Regions from separate parts of the Mus musculus genome. Here all the other regions are linked to region 1. A link is a contact called in public ChIA-PET and HiChIP or PLAC-seq data. All regions are on one chromosome and are shown on one strand. Each heading gives the region's core, a stretch centred on a gene start, on an enhancer-like site or on the middle of the called end of the contact. The rest is flanking DNA. Distances are from core to core; before and after follow the strand shown. Region 1 holds the start of Ifi208 (interferon activated gene 208). Region 2 overlaps Aim2 (absent in melanoma 2). Region 3 has its middle 20 kb from the start of Ifi206. Region 4 holds the start of Ifi214 (interferon activated gene 214).

The links. ChIA-PET counts read pairs in DNA pulled down with a chosen protein or histone mark. HiChIP or PLAC-seq counts read pairs in DNA pulled down with a chosen protein or histone mark.
Region 2: a BATF HiChIP or PLAC-seq map of CD8 T cells shows a contact between it and region 1, with 7 read pairs. The contact joins the enhancer-like site here to the promoter of Ifi208 in region 1. A contact is called at or near these places in 3 of 15 datasets of contacts at CTCF or cohesin (the NIH/3T3 cell line, large pre-B cells and pro-B cells), 1 of 484 Hi-C or Micro-C datasets (CD8 T cells), 4 of 115 datasets of contacts at active chromatin or transcription factors (CD8 T cells, effector CD8 T cells, fibro-adipogenic progenitors and 1 more) and 3 of 9 other capture datasets (adipose tissue, liver and pancreatic islet).
Region 3: a contact with region 1 is called in a BATF HiChIP or PLAC-seq map of CD8 T cells, with 12 read pairs. The contact joins the enhancer-like site here to the promoter of Ifi208 in region 1. A contact is called at or near these places in 12 of 484 Hi-C or Micro-C datasets (the STO cell line, cardiomyocytes, embryonic stem cells and 9 more), 3 of 115 datasets of contacts at active chromatin or transcription factors (CD8 T cells and regulatory T cells) and 2 of 9 other capture datasets (adipose tissue and liver).
Region 4: an RNA polymerase II ChIA-PET map of memory CD8 T cells shows a contact between it and region 1, with 218 read pairs. The contact joins the promoter of Ifi214 here to the promoter of Ifi208 in region 1. A contact is called at or near these places in 1 of 39 promoter capture datasets (macrophages), 1 of 15 datasets of contacts at CTCF or cohesin (large pre-B cells), 4 of 115 datasets of contacts at active chromatin or transcription factors (CD8 T cells, effector CD8 T cells, large pre-B cells and 1 more) and 4 of 9 other capture datasets (adipose tissue, liver, macrophages and 1 more).

Annotation. Positions count from the first base shown.
Region 1 is chr1:173,672,169-173,675,074 of GRCm38.p6, forward strand. Ifi208 (interferon activated gene 208) reads left to right here and starts at 1,497. Exons shown (of 7, transcript NM_001162938.2): 1 at 1,497-1,798.
Region 2 is chr1:173,450,460-173,453,365 of GRCm38.p6, forward strand. It overlaps Aim2 (absent in melanoma 2), which reads left to right. Exons shown (of 9, transcript NM_001013779.2): 3 at 2,369-2,489. Among named protein-coding and RNA genes, the nearest start is that of Aim2, 31 kb to the left of the region's middle. Within about 2 kb of position 1,427, at least 44 of the 459 cell types and tissues checked have an H3K27ac peak or open chromatin away from gene starts, as enhancers often do. A contact at or near this core is called in CD8 T cells and effector CD8 T cells, where this site is marked.
Region 3 is chr1:173,509,379-173,512,284 of GRCm38.p6, forward strand. No RefSeq gene overlaps it. Among named protein-coding and RNA genes, the nearest start is that of Ifi206, 20 kb to the left of the region's middle. Within about 2 kb of position 1,398, at least 17 of the 459 cell types and tissues checked have an H3K27ac peak or open chromatin away from gene starts, as enhancers often do. A contact at or near this core is called in CD8 T cells and regulatory T cells, where this site is marked.
Region 4 is chr1:173,534,410-173,537,315 of GRCm38.p6, forward strand. It overlaps Ifi214 (interferon activated gene 214), which reads right to left and starts at 1,548. Exons shown (of 5, transcript NM_001024721.2): 1 at 1,263-1,548.

The sequences.
Region 1 (2,906 bases), core at 247-2,746:
TAGCTTTTTGAGTCATGTATTTTTGGATATTAGCCCTCTATTTGATGTGAGGTTAGTGAAGATTATTTCCAAATCTTTAGGTTGCTGATCTGTCTTATCAAAGGTGTCCTTTGCTTTACAACCCTGCCAGTTTCATGAGGTCCTATTTATCAATTCTTGATCTTAGAGCATGAATCATTGGAGTTCTGTTTAGGAAATATCCCCCTGTGCCAAAGAGTTCAAGGCTCTTTCCCATTATCTCTTCTATTAGATTCAGTGTATCTGATTTTATGTTGAGGTCCTTGATCTAATTAGACTTGAGCTTTGTGCAAGGTGATAAATATGGGTCAATTTTCATTCTACATACACACAGCCAGTTAGACTAACACGCGTTTTTGAAATGCTTTCTTTTTTTCCATTGTATAATTTTGGCTTGTCAAGATCAAGTGATGGGAAGCGTGTGGTTTTATTTCTGGGTTGTCATTTTTATTCCATTGATCAACATGTCTGTCTCTGTACCAATAACATGCAGGTTGAATCACTATTGCTCTGTAGGAAAGCTTGACGACAGGGATAGTGATTCCCCCAACTGTTCTACTATCAAAGGCAGAGACATCTGGAAGTTGCCCAAGACTAGCAGTTGGAAAGAAATTTAACTCCCATTGTTTTCATCCAGGTGACTGGTTACCTAGCTATGGCATTATCCTCTTTTTTAGACCAGTTGGTAGGCTTGCATACCATTATCTGCTGCTTGATGCCATTTGTTCCATGTTTCAGGATCACAACAAATGTTAATCCTTGAATTCTCCATCCCAGAAAAATGCAGCAGGACAAGCATTATATCAGCCCATAATCTCAATCAAAACTCGAGGTTTCCCACTGTCTCCCAGGCCCCAGGTTTCCCTGTGCTTACCAGTGAATAATGTAGAAACACTGAGGAAACATTAACTTCACCATTGAAGGAGGACAGCTTAGTTCTATAATCAGGAGGGAGGTGGATAATGCCAAATGCCTTTCTATTTATTTGAGGTTGCAGCTTGGAGTTGTGTGTTTGTAACATTATGCTCTGGCAAGTCTAGGTCTTGGGAGCTACTAATGGATGCATAGATGCTACAGGAATGACTTAAACCAGGAGCTGTTTCATCTCAGATTTTCCTTGAAACCCATTCACATGCAGCTGGCAACTGACACAGCAAAGATCTCCTGATACTGACTCTGTCCTGAGCAGAAAAGAAAGAAGAGGCTGGGTGACTTGGCTTTTTTGGTCTAAGTTTTCACCTTCATTCAAAGGAATGAAGGTTCCTAGGGATCCTTTTGCAAGCCTGTAGGACATGAGGATTATAAATCTAAATCTTGTACCTATGAAGATTTGCAAGAAACATCCTGAGTGTAACTAGCTCTCTTTGACTTTTTTGGTAATTGTTTACAGGAAGGAAACTCTTGAGTTTCCGTCTCTGAGGAAATCGAAAGCTATGAACCTTGTCCACTCCCCACAAAGTAGCACAGGATGAGAAACCAGTTCCCCTCAGTCTGAGCAGCTGTGCAGTGACTCTACCCAGTGTCAGCTTTCCATCTCTCTCTGAAAACACTTCATTGTCTCAGAATTTCAGGAGATTACAAAATCCTCTGGATCACCTTCTGAGAGATTTACTATTTGCTCTTCACACACACACTCACACACAGACACAGACACACACAGACACACACACATACACAGACACAGACACAGACACACACTCACTCACTCACTCACTTGCTCACTCACTCACTGCTTCCTGCCCTGCAAAGGCTGGATACCACTGAAGAATTTTCTGAAGAGGTGAGTCCTCCCCGTGCTTTCTCTATGAATGCACAAGACTACAGGTGAAATCCCTGTTGATCTTTAGGTTGAGAGAGAAGGAAGCCAAGCTGGTGGCTGCTACACTGAGCAGTGAATCTGCAGTATCTGAATTCAGGTCCTTGGCTCATAATGATGCTAGGCATCCTGATTCCTCCACCAGTAAGACTGACTGGAAAACAGGCATATTTCAGATTATAAAATATACTCTTTAGAGGTAAGCCAGGGTAAGTGAATAATAAGAAATAGATAGCTTTAGTTTTCTTGGCTGGAGAGTGCTTGGAACCTGGTGGTTGTAGTGAATGGCTGGGCAAAGGATGTGTTTGTGACAGGAAAAATTGTCATGAGGTAATAATACCCAGTGAAAAATGCATCTAGCTCTCAGGCTGCATTATCTAGTATTGCAACCATACATAGTCTGGGCACCAATGGGCATATGTGGTCAAAGGTGTCCCAGATTCACAGTGATTGCAAACCTGGGGTTTTATTGACTCAAGAAGCACATTACATGGTATTCATTCACTTCTACTTTAAGTGGATATGATGATATTGTAGACATTGTTAGTCTCTATCATCCTGGAAGTTAATTGCTTTGGTTTATTTGTCTTTTAGTTTTCTTTGATTTTGTCTTCTGGTGGTAAGATTTAGAAAAGAGTTGGAGGGTTCATCAGAACTAGATGTATACTTCACACTTTTAGACTCTTCTGCAGTCTCTCTGCGCACTATGGTTGATCTATCACTTATTAGGTGTATTAATTATGCTGCCCAGACTTTCTAAGATTTTACAAAGTTACAACCCTGTTCTTTTTTAAATTAAGATAAATAAAACATGCATAAAAATTTGATTCTTAAGTTATTATTAGACTTTCTATTATTAAAACACTTTTCTATTTTTAGGAGGTAAACTATTTTCATTCTTTTGGTTTTCTGAGAAGAATTTTTATTTTTGGTTCTAATTAAGACAATGCTAATATAGAAAAATTGGCTATTAGTTACTATAAAAAAGATTTATTTTATAATTTCCATGAATGCATGTCTTAATGGTAACCTTTAGATGCATGTGTTAAAGAAAATTTGACAAAAGATGTTA
Region 2 (2,906 bases), core at 177-2,676, 220 kb before region 1:
CTACCCTGAATCCTGTCTATCACTTTTCTATTAATAGCTTTGACTCAGTGATTAGTCTCACATGGTTCTGTTACAAGTCCCTGATTCAGTAGCATGGCATTATAACAGTAGCCATTTAATGGAGATGTTCACCTTTTCCCCATTTTACACTTGAGGATATGGACACTTTATAAGGTTGTAATTTACCAGATGTCACACAGCCAATAAATGGCAGAGCCAGGAGTTGAGTCTGTGTCTGTCTAGCTGTCTAGCTGTCAGCCGTAGGCAGCAAGTGAACACGGTTGGAGATCCTTGAAGAATTGAGAAATCTTGGCATGAGGAAGGTGGGCGTCTGTCCCTAACAGCAGATGTCAGATGCAGGAAATGGAGAGTGGCTTTCCTTTGTTTCAGAAGGTGTACTCCAGAGGAGTCATCCTCAGGCTCACTCCCAGGAGCAATTTTCCTTTTGTTCTTCTATACCACAGCTCGCCCCCTTCTAGAACATTCTCATCAGCATGAAGCAAGACTGATTCCTCTCATGTTAGAAAAGAGATCAAGTGAGCAATTATAAGTCACTTTCTCCATTTCCTATCCCACCTCCTACCCTGTCTTTTATCACATTTCTCTGGCCCTTTTACAGCAAGACTTGTGTTGAACTTCCATCCCACTTCCTTGTCGCTCTTCTTGCTACCCGTAACCCCACATGGCTAACCCCATGACACATCTGTAGCCTTCACCTTAGGTAGCTTTATAGCAAAACAAACAAGAGACACAGTTGATTCTTAAAAAAAAAAAAAACTTTAAGAGTGATCTTTTCTTAGCTTCTGAAACATGTGTTCTCCTTTGCTACAATCCCTCAACACCCACTTCCCATGGATGCTAGGTCTGCTATTGGCAGTGGCCAGTGAGTTAGCTTTGAATTCTTGTTTCTCTTTCTGAATTTCATGGTGAGTGCACCCAGGTCTATGCCATCCCAGTAGACAAACAGGCCCAAATATGACATCCCAGTAGGGTATAAGTCCCTGCTTGGTGGTAAGTCATGTCAAATGATCTTGATAATTTGTGCTTGATGATCTGTCTGATAACACTAACCTGAAGAGAGCTGATACCCAAATCTAGGGTCCACCAAGGGCGACACTAACCTGTGTCACACCTGGGACTCACAGGCAGAGAAAATATGTGGTCAGAGTAGGGTGTGTGTCCCTTTCTCACTGCCAGGCTGGTAACGATCTAAGCAAGCTTGAGACAGTCCCACTGGCATGTAGGCAATTGCTTAGTTCTAGTGTATGTCGGGAGGGAGGTTTCATCTATGAGATGTGGCCTGGGTCTAAAAGGCGTTACTTTCTGTTTCTTGCTACTTCCCACTGCAGTGAGCAGAATTCTGGGCTAGATTTGGGCCATGTTGCCTGTGGGTGGAGACCTTTCTGCTCATCCTTCTGTCTGACCCAGATCCAAGGAGAAGAGATAGAGGAAGTGAGCATGCAGACTGACTTACACAATTCCAGTTGCTCAGTCTAGCCTGGGGGAAGGGGTTATAGAATTCTTCCAAGCAGTGATACTTCGCTATGATAGCCTCGTACTGAGTTTAAAGACTAAGGCCTGGGATGAATTCCTTCTCTCTGTCTCTCTCTGCCCCCCACCCCCCTTTGTGAATGTGGAGGAGTGTCAACATGGACAAATCTCTCCCTCCCATTTCTTCATTGTGTCTTGTCTTACTATCAAATGCAACCAAGACAGGATGGTCTCTCACATGGCTTCTTTAGGTGTTAGGAGGGTGGGTTGGGCTCTGTACAACTAATCAAAATTTGTGTGCCTGTGGGAAGATGGTTGCTAGGGGTTCTTATTTCCTGCCATATTGTTCTGTGACCTTTCAACTGGGCTTCTTAGTCAAACTAAAAGCACCCAGAATCCAGCCCAGAAGACACCTAGAACTGTATTTTTACTTAGAAAAAGTCAATGAATGTTTGTTGAATGCTTGTATTGCAGATGCTATTTTAGGAGCCAGGACTGCAGACATGAACAACAGAGTCCTTGCCCACAAGCCACTTTTATTCCAGCACAGAATGTGAACCAAAAAACTACTGGATTGCTAAGTAGACAAGTAGAGAGGAAAACGAAACAGTTTGTGGTAACAGAGAGGAACAGGGCCAGTTTTAGTTTTATAATACATATGCAGGGAAGTTTGAGTAGAAATCTACAGAGAGGGTGGGTTTAATTTATTCCAACACACAGTGAAGAGAGATAAATGGTTTTGACAAGGGGAAAAGATGGCAATTATTATATCATTATTAATACTTTAAGAGAGTTACGGAATGTGTGTCTTCGAATAACAGCCAATAACGTTAGAATTTTGTTGTTGTTTTGTTTTGTTTTGTTTTTTAATTTAAAGGTATTGTTGCCCATTCTGTGAATAATACAAAGGCAGTGGGAACAAGACAGTACAGAGGACTTGATTCAGGAGACTTGAGGTCTGGCCGCATAGTCATCCTTTAGAAGCTGGGTGGCGTCAGGTAAGTCATTGTGCCTCAAATCCCAAATTGAACCAACAATTACTGCAGAGCTGGTGTTTTCCAGGTATGCCGTAAAGGGCACTTTCACATAGTGTAACAGCCCTCCCTGTTTAGAAAGAGGCCAGCCTATCATATATGTCTTTCTTAACCCTTTCCATCTCTCAGGCTCCCTGTGCGAGCACTTGGCATATGCATTCTGCGAGGCATAGCACTGTACTCTCAGATTGCAGCTGCACCTCTTGCTGGCCCTGAGGATTGGAGTGCATTTCCTTCGCTGATAATCCACCCTCTACCCAGCACCTCACTGTGGCTGTATTTCCTGGTCCTTTCAGTTGAACCCAGAACCTCCCACATAGGAGTCAAGGGCTCTACTGCTGAGATTCATTTTCGTCTCAACCAATAGTTTACAACTTTTTT
Region 3 (2,906 bases), core at 148-2,647, 160 kb before region 1:
TTCTAAGTGTAAGTATAAATAAACATAATACAAGAAGAGAGTTTTGGTTAGCTTGGCTAAAGAGTGCAAAGGAACCTCTTGGCTGTGCTGATTGACTGGGTAAAACATAAAATAGTGAAACAAAAGAATTATCATGAAACAGTATTTAGTCAAAAGTACATTTGGACATGAAGCTGCATTCTCACTATTACACAGCAGGCGAGGGTGATGGGCATGCGCAGTAGAAAATGTTTCTGATTCAGAAGGACAACTACTCAAACTAACGATCTTTTAATGGTTTCATGAGCACATTTAACAAGTACTATGAGGAAACGTCCATCATCTGGAGATGTCACGGTTTTGGTTTGTTAGTTTGCGTTTTTTATTTTCTTACATTAAGACATGGGGAAGAGATGTAGTTAACGTGAAAAACATTTCTATTCTACAAGCTACCTGTACACTCCTGGAATAGCCCATCCTGTGTATTTGAACAAAGCACTTTAAATGTTGATTTAACACACATTAGAAAAATCTTCTCAAGTTTATCAGTTATATTACTAAACTTTCTAACTCTTTTCAGATATTTTCCTTTTGTCCACTTAGGAACTGAGAGACACCATATAAATGTAACATAAATCAATGTCTGGTTTTTCTTGTGGCTCTTTCAAATTAGTTTATGTGTGCTCTCTTGTATTCAAATGGGATGTACAATGTCTACATACTTGAGTGCGGGTGTGTTCATGTGTACATATATGGGACAAAATATATTTTAGGACACTATTTTTGAATGGTGAATGAACATGAGTTATAAGAAATACAATGTACTATTTTACTGGATAAATCCATAACCCAGAATATTCTCTTTTTATTGAAAGGGCAACTCTATAATTTTGTGATAGTTATTGAAAAACATTTTCTGAGTTCTATTTGAAAGTACATTACATAAATAATCTAGCCTTTCAAAGAATTTTTGTGTAATTTGTTTTTAAATTATTTCACCATTAAAGAATTATTTACACACAACATACAGGTGAATGTGTTTGGAAGTTAATAAAAGTTAAATCTCAGTGGCTGTGTAGCTGCTCCCAGCATAGATTAATAACACTATAATATGTTATGTAATATATAATAACACTATAATATGTTATATATACTATATATAATATGGGGTTCTGTTTTGTTTTGCTTTCTTTCCATTATTGCCCCTTCACCTTATGGTATTTTCTTCTTACATTTAACAGTAAATAAATTAGGACTTATGCCCTCCTTTCTCTGTCTGTCAACCATGTTGATATCCTTCCAGTTTCCCCTTTCTTTGGCCAGGGCTTTAGTTTTGAAGCAGAGGCACAGTGAAGCAGGCTTGTTTTTCATTCTGCTCAGCCTTGGTTTCAAGTATTTCTCAGTTTTACTCACTGTTTCCTTCCTACACTTTCAGTGGCTGTTTTTATGTGGGTTTTACCATTATAACTACTAAGACTAAAGCATCCACAATTTGGTCATCCTTTTTCTTGAGCTTCGGTATTACTCCGAAGGGGGAACAAAATAATCATGGGAGGTAGAGGGTAGAAGTGACCTGGGAGGGAGAAAGGAGAAGGAGGAAAAGGATCATGTGTGGGAGGAGACAGAGAGGGCAGGAGAAGTACAGAGGGTCAGAAATTGAATGGAGGTGTGTACCAGTGGAGGATGGGGAAACAAGGGTAGCCACTAGAAAGTCCCAGATGCCATGGAAGCAAGGGGTTCCCAGGACCCAAGAAGGATGACATTAGCCAAAATAGCCAACAAAGGGGAGATAGAACCTGTAGAAACCATATCCAGTGGTTAGGCACAGCACTCGGTTGAAAGATTGGATCACCCACCCATATCAAAAATATTAACCCAGAATTGCTCCTGTCTAATGGAAATTCAGGGACGAAGAGTGGAGCATAGGCTGAAGGAAAGACCATGCATAGGCGGCCCCACCTGGGGATCCGTCTCATCTACAGACACCAAAACCAGATAATATTGGGGATGCCAAGCGAGCTTGCTGACAGGATCCTGGTATAGCTGTCCTCTGAGAGGCTCTGCCATAGTCTGACCAAAACAGATGTGGATGCTTAGATTCTCTCAGCCAACCACCAGACTGAGAATGGGGATCCCAATGGAGGAGTTAGTGGAAGGACTGAAAGATATGAAGGGGTTTGCAATTCCATAGGAAGAAAACAAAATCAACCAACCAGACACCCCAGAGCTCCCAGGTGACCCATCCAGCAGGTCCAGTTATTCGAGGTTCTCAGGGGACCTTCTCCTAAGAACCAAATCAGAGGTAGAGAGAGACGAGGGTCTTGTGCGAATAATGACACAGAACCGTTCTGAATTGCATCAAAGCCCCAATGTATTAGTCAGGCCCAAGGTTTAAATGCACAAGCAAAAGGGGAAGTGCCTTTCAGCAGGAAGGATGGGGCAGTAGAATTGCACAAGCAAAAGGGGAAGTACTTCTCAGCAGGAGGGATGGAGCAATAGAATTGCACATTCTTTAGGCAGTTACAGGGGGAAGCAGGAACTTGGAGGTATCAGAGTATCTTGAGGTCAGGACATCTGGAGCTGACTTAGGGCTGGAACAATCTGTGGTTGTTCTAGGAGCGGTGTGTCGGTGGCCCGCTTTTGACCCCCTTTTCTTCTCGGGGGGGGGGGGGGAGAGGCCCAATTCAGAGATCAGGACAATTGTGTTGTCTTAATGGCTCCCAACACCCAGGGACTAAAACACCAACAAAGGAGGGATCCCATGGCTCCAGCTGCATATGTAGTAGAGGATTGCCTTATCTGGCATCAATGGGAGGAGAGGCCCTTGGTCCTGTGGAGACTTGATGCCCCATTGTAGGGGAATGCTAGGGCAGTGAGGCAGGAATGCATCTGACACCTGGTTTTGTTTTTTTTTTGTTTGTTTGTTT
Region 4 (2,906 bases), core at 298-2,797, 140 kb before region 1:
TGAACAATGGGACCCCAATGGAGGAGTTAGGGAAGGACTGAAGAAGCTAAAGGGGTTTGCCATCCCATGGGAAGAACAACAATATCAACCAAACAGAACCCCCAGAGCTCTCAGGGACTAAACCACCAACCAAAGAGTATACATGAAGGGAACCATGGCTCCAGCTGCAAATGTAGCAGAGGATGGCCTTATTTGGTATCAGTGGGAGGGGTGGTTCTTGGTCCTGTGAAGGCCCAATGCCCCAGTGTTGGGGAATGGCAGGGCAGGCAGGCAGGAGTGGATGGGTGTGTGAGGGAGTACCCTCATAGAGGCAGAGGAAGAGGGGATGAGATAGTAGGTTTGAAGAGGGGAAACTGGGAAGGTGGATAACATTTGAAATGTAATAAAATAAAATAAAAATAAAAATAAATAAAAAAGAAGTACATCTCTTGATTGTTAAAAATAAGTAAAATCTTTTGCAGTGATTTAGAAAGTTTAGCTACAATAATTAATAAACTTAGCGAGCCTGGTCTAATGTTCACAGAACTTTGAAATCAATTAAGAGCTTCTATCCAAGTCCTCTGCTGTGGTACACGTATTCTTCAAACTGTTCTATAAATGGGCAAGATACATGTGTTCTAATTAACTTTCCATCACTCTATTACACTTCACCATTAGAGAACCAAAAGGAAAACAAAATGGCCAAAAACAACTTTCGTGATGGTAGAAATTACCAATAATGGAAATACCACCTTTAGAAAGGTGTGAAGAAGAGAACAAACAGAATGTGTTTGGGAAATGGTTAAACCATTGTGTGTTTATATATTATGATCCTGAGAAACTTCCTAGTGATAGGATACTAGAAAATTCATTTCATGTCCAGAGGCAGTTTTTATTCACAATAATTTTTCATGTCACTATCTTGGCTTTTTCCCACTCACCCACAGATCCCAGATAACCATGAACTCCCTATCCGAGCTAATTATAGCCTTCACATTATCCACTTATTCAGATTTATACTTAGAAAGTTCATTAAACAATCTAAAATATGCAAAATGTTTTATTCTTAGCTCATTCCTCTGTGGTGGAGGACTAAAGATGTCTGCCATCTTTTTGAGTGACTGACCCTAATCCGGCTGCTGTGGGCTCACTGCTGAGTGCAGCAGGCACCAGATCAGCACTGCCTCCTCCACAAGAACCAGCAAAGGTCTTTTCACTGTCCTTGTTGTTTTTACAGATGTAGCCAATATCTACCATATCTACAGAAAACAGGTAGAACTCACCTTGCTGGATGTTTCTCTAAGGATGTAAAGCTGAGATCTTCTACAGGGCAGGACTAGAGGCTTCTCCACTCCTCTTCCTCCTCTTCTCTTTTGTCCTTCTTCTTCTTAAAGTTTGTTGGGGACTGGGAGGAGTTGGTGTGTGTGTGTGTGTGTGTGTGTGTGTGTGTGTGTGTGTGTGTGTGTGTGAAGAAGATAAACCAATAAATCTCTTGGGAACTGGAAAATGTAATCTACAGAAATTCTCAGGTTAGACTCACTCCATGGACTGAGGCTTGCTGAATGTCTCAGCTGGGTGTTGTTTTGTGGGCAGAAGAGCTAAGAAATAGCAAGTTCTCCTCCCAGCAGAGTGCATCGCTTTCGATTTCCTCAGAGACTGAAACTCGACAGTTTTTTCCTGTATACCTTTTAGTCACCATAAGAAAGTCAGAGACAGTTACACTCCATTGATATGTTTTGCTTTTCTTACAAATCTTACAGGTACAAGAACCAAATATAAAAGCTCTGTATCCAACAAACTCACAAGGGAGTCACCAGGAATGTGCTCTCTTTTAAATAAAGATGAATCCCCAAAAGGCAAAGCTAAGTCACCAGGTCTCTTTCTTTCCTGCTCAGGATGCAGATGGCAGCAGGAGAAATTGGCAATTGCTAGCTGCTCTTGAATGAATTTCAAAAAAGAAAAAATAATCTGAGATGAAATTGCTTTTGGTTTAAACACTTCACTCCTTTGTTAGTTCCCTGGACTTTCCAGAGTACCAATGTTGTTAGAAACATAGGACTCCAACCTCACGTAAGCAGAAAGGATTTTGGCTTTAGCTTTCCTCTTTTCTGTTACTACTACTACTACTACTACTACTACTACTACTACTACTACTACTACTATTGTTAATTTATTTACTTTTAAAGACAGAGTCTCACTGTGTAGTCTTGGCTGGCCAGGAACTCTCTCTGTAGACCAGGCTCAGTTTAGGTTTAAATCTTTTACCCGGCTTTGGAAAGTAGTATTCTTTAACTGGTGATTGCCTTAGTTAAGAACTTTTAAAAACATGCCATCCTTTCATGTTTCCATCATTGGGAATTGCATTACCTTGAAGTATTTCTGAAACAATGTAGATGACTAGAAACTATGGATTTGCTGACTAGGTGCCATTTTCACTAGTTTCTTAGACTACATAAAATACTAATTAATCTCAAAAAGGAGAGAAGGGGAAGGAAAGCCAGAGAAGCTTTTCTTGGGAGAGCTAAGCCACTGGACCTGTGCTGTGTCTCCACCATTGATTCTGATTGCAGTCCTTTATTCATGGTGGATGGAGGTTGGAAAATACCATCTTTATCTTTCTTTTGTTTGGCCAATGTAGTTTTTCCTTTTCCTTTCTTCATCTTTTGAACTGATGTAGTAAAGAAAGGCCAGGGGAAGTTGATCCTACTGTTTCCGCTCAGTTCCTGCTTATGTCTCAGTGGATTTGCCTATCCCTGCTGCAGAAGCCCAACATAGCCACAAGGTAGCCAAAGGTACCAAGCTGGGACAAGCACTGTGGACAGTCTTTGTATGGATCATTCCAAATTACAGCATCAGAGAAAGAAATTATGGTTTAATTTGTGATGTGGCAAAGTGGTGATGTTACACTTTGACTTCTTATCTCTATT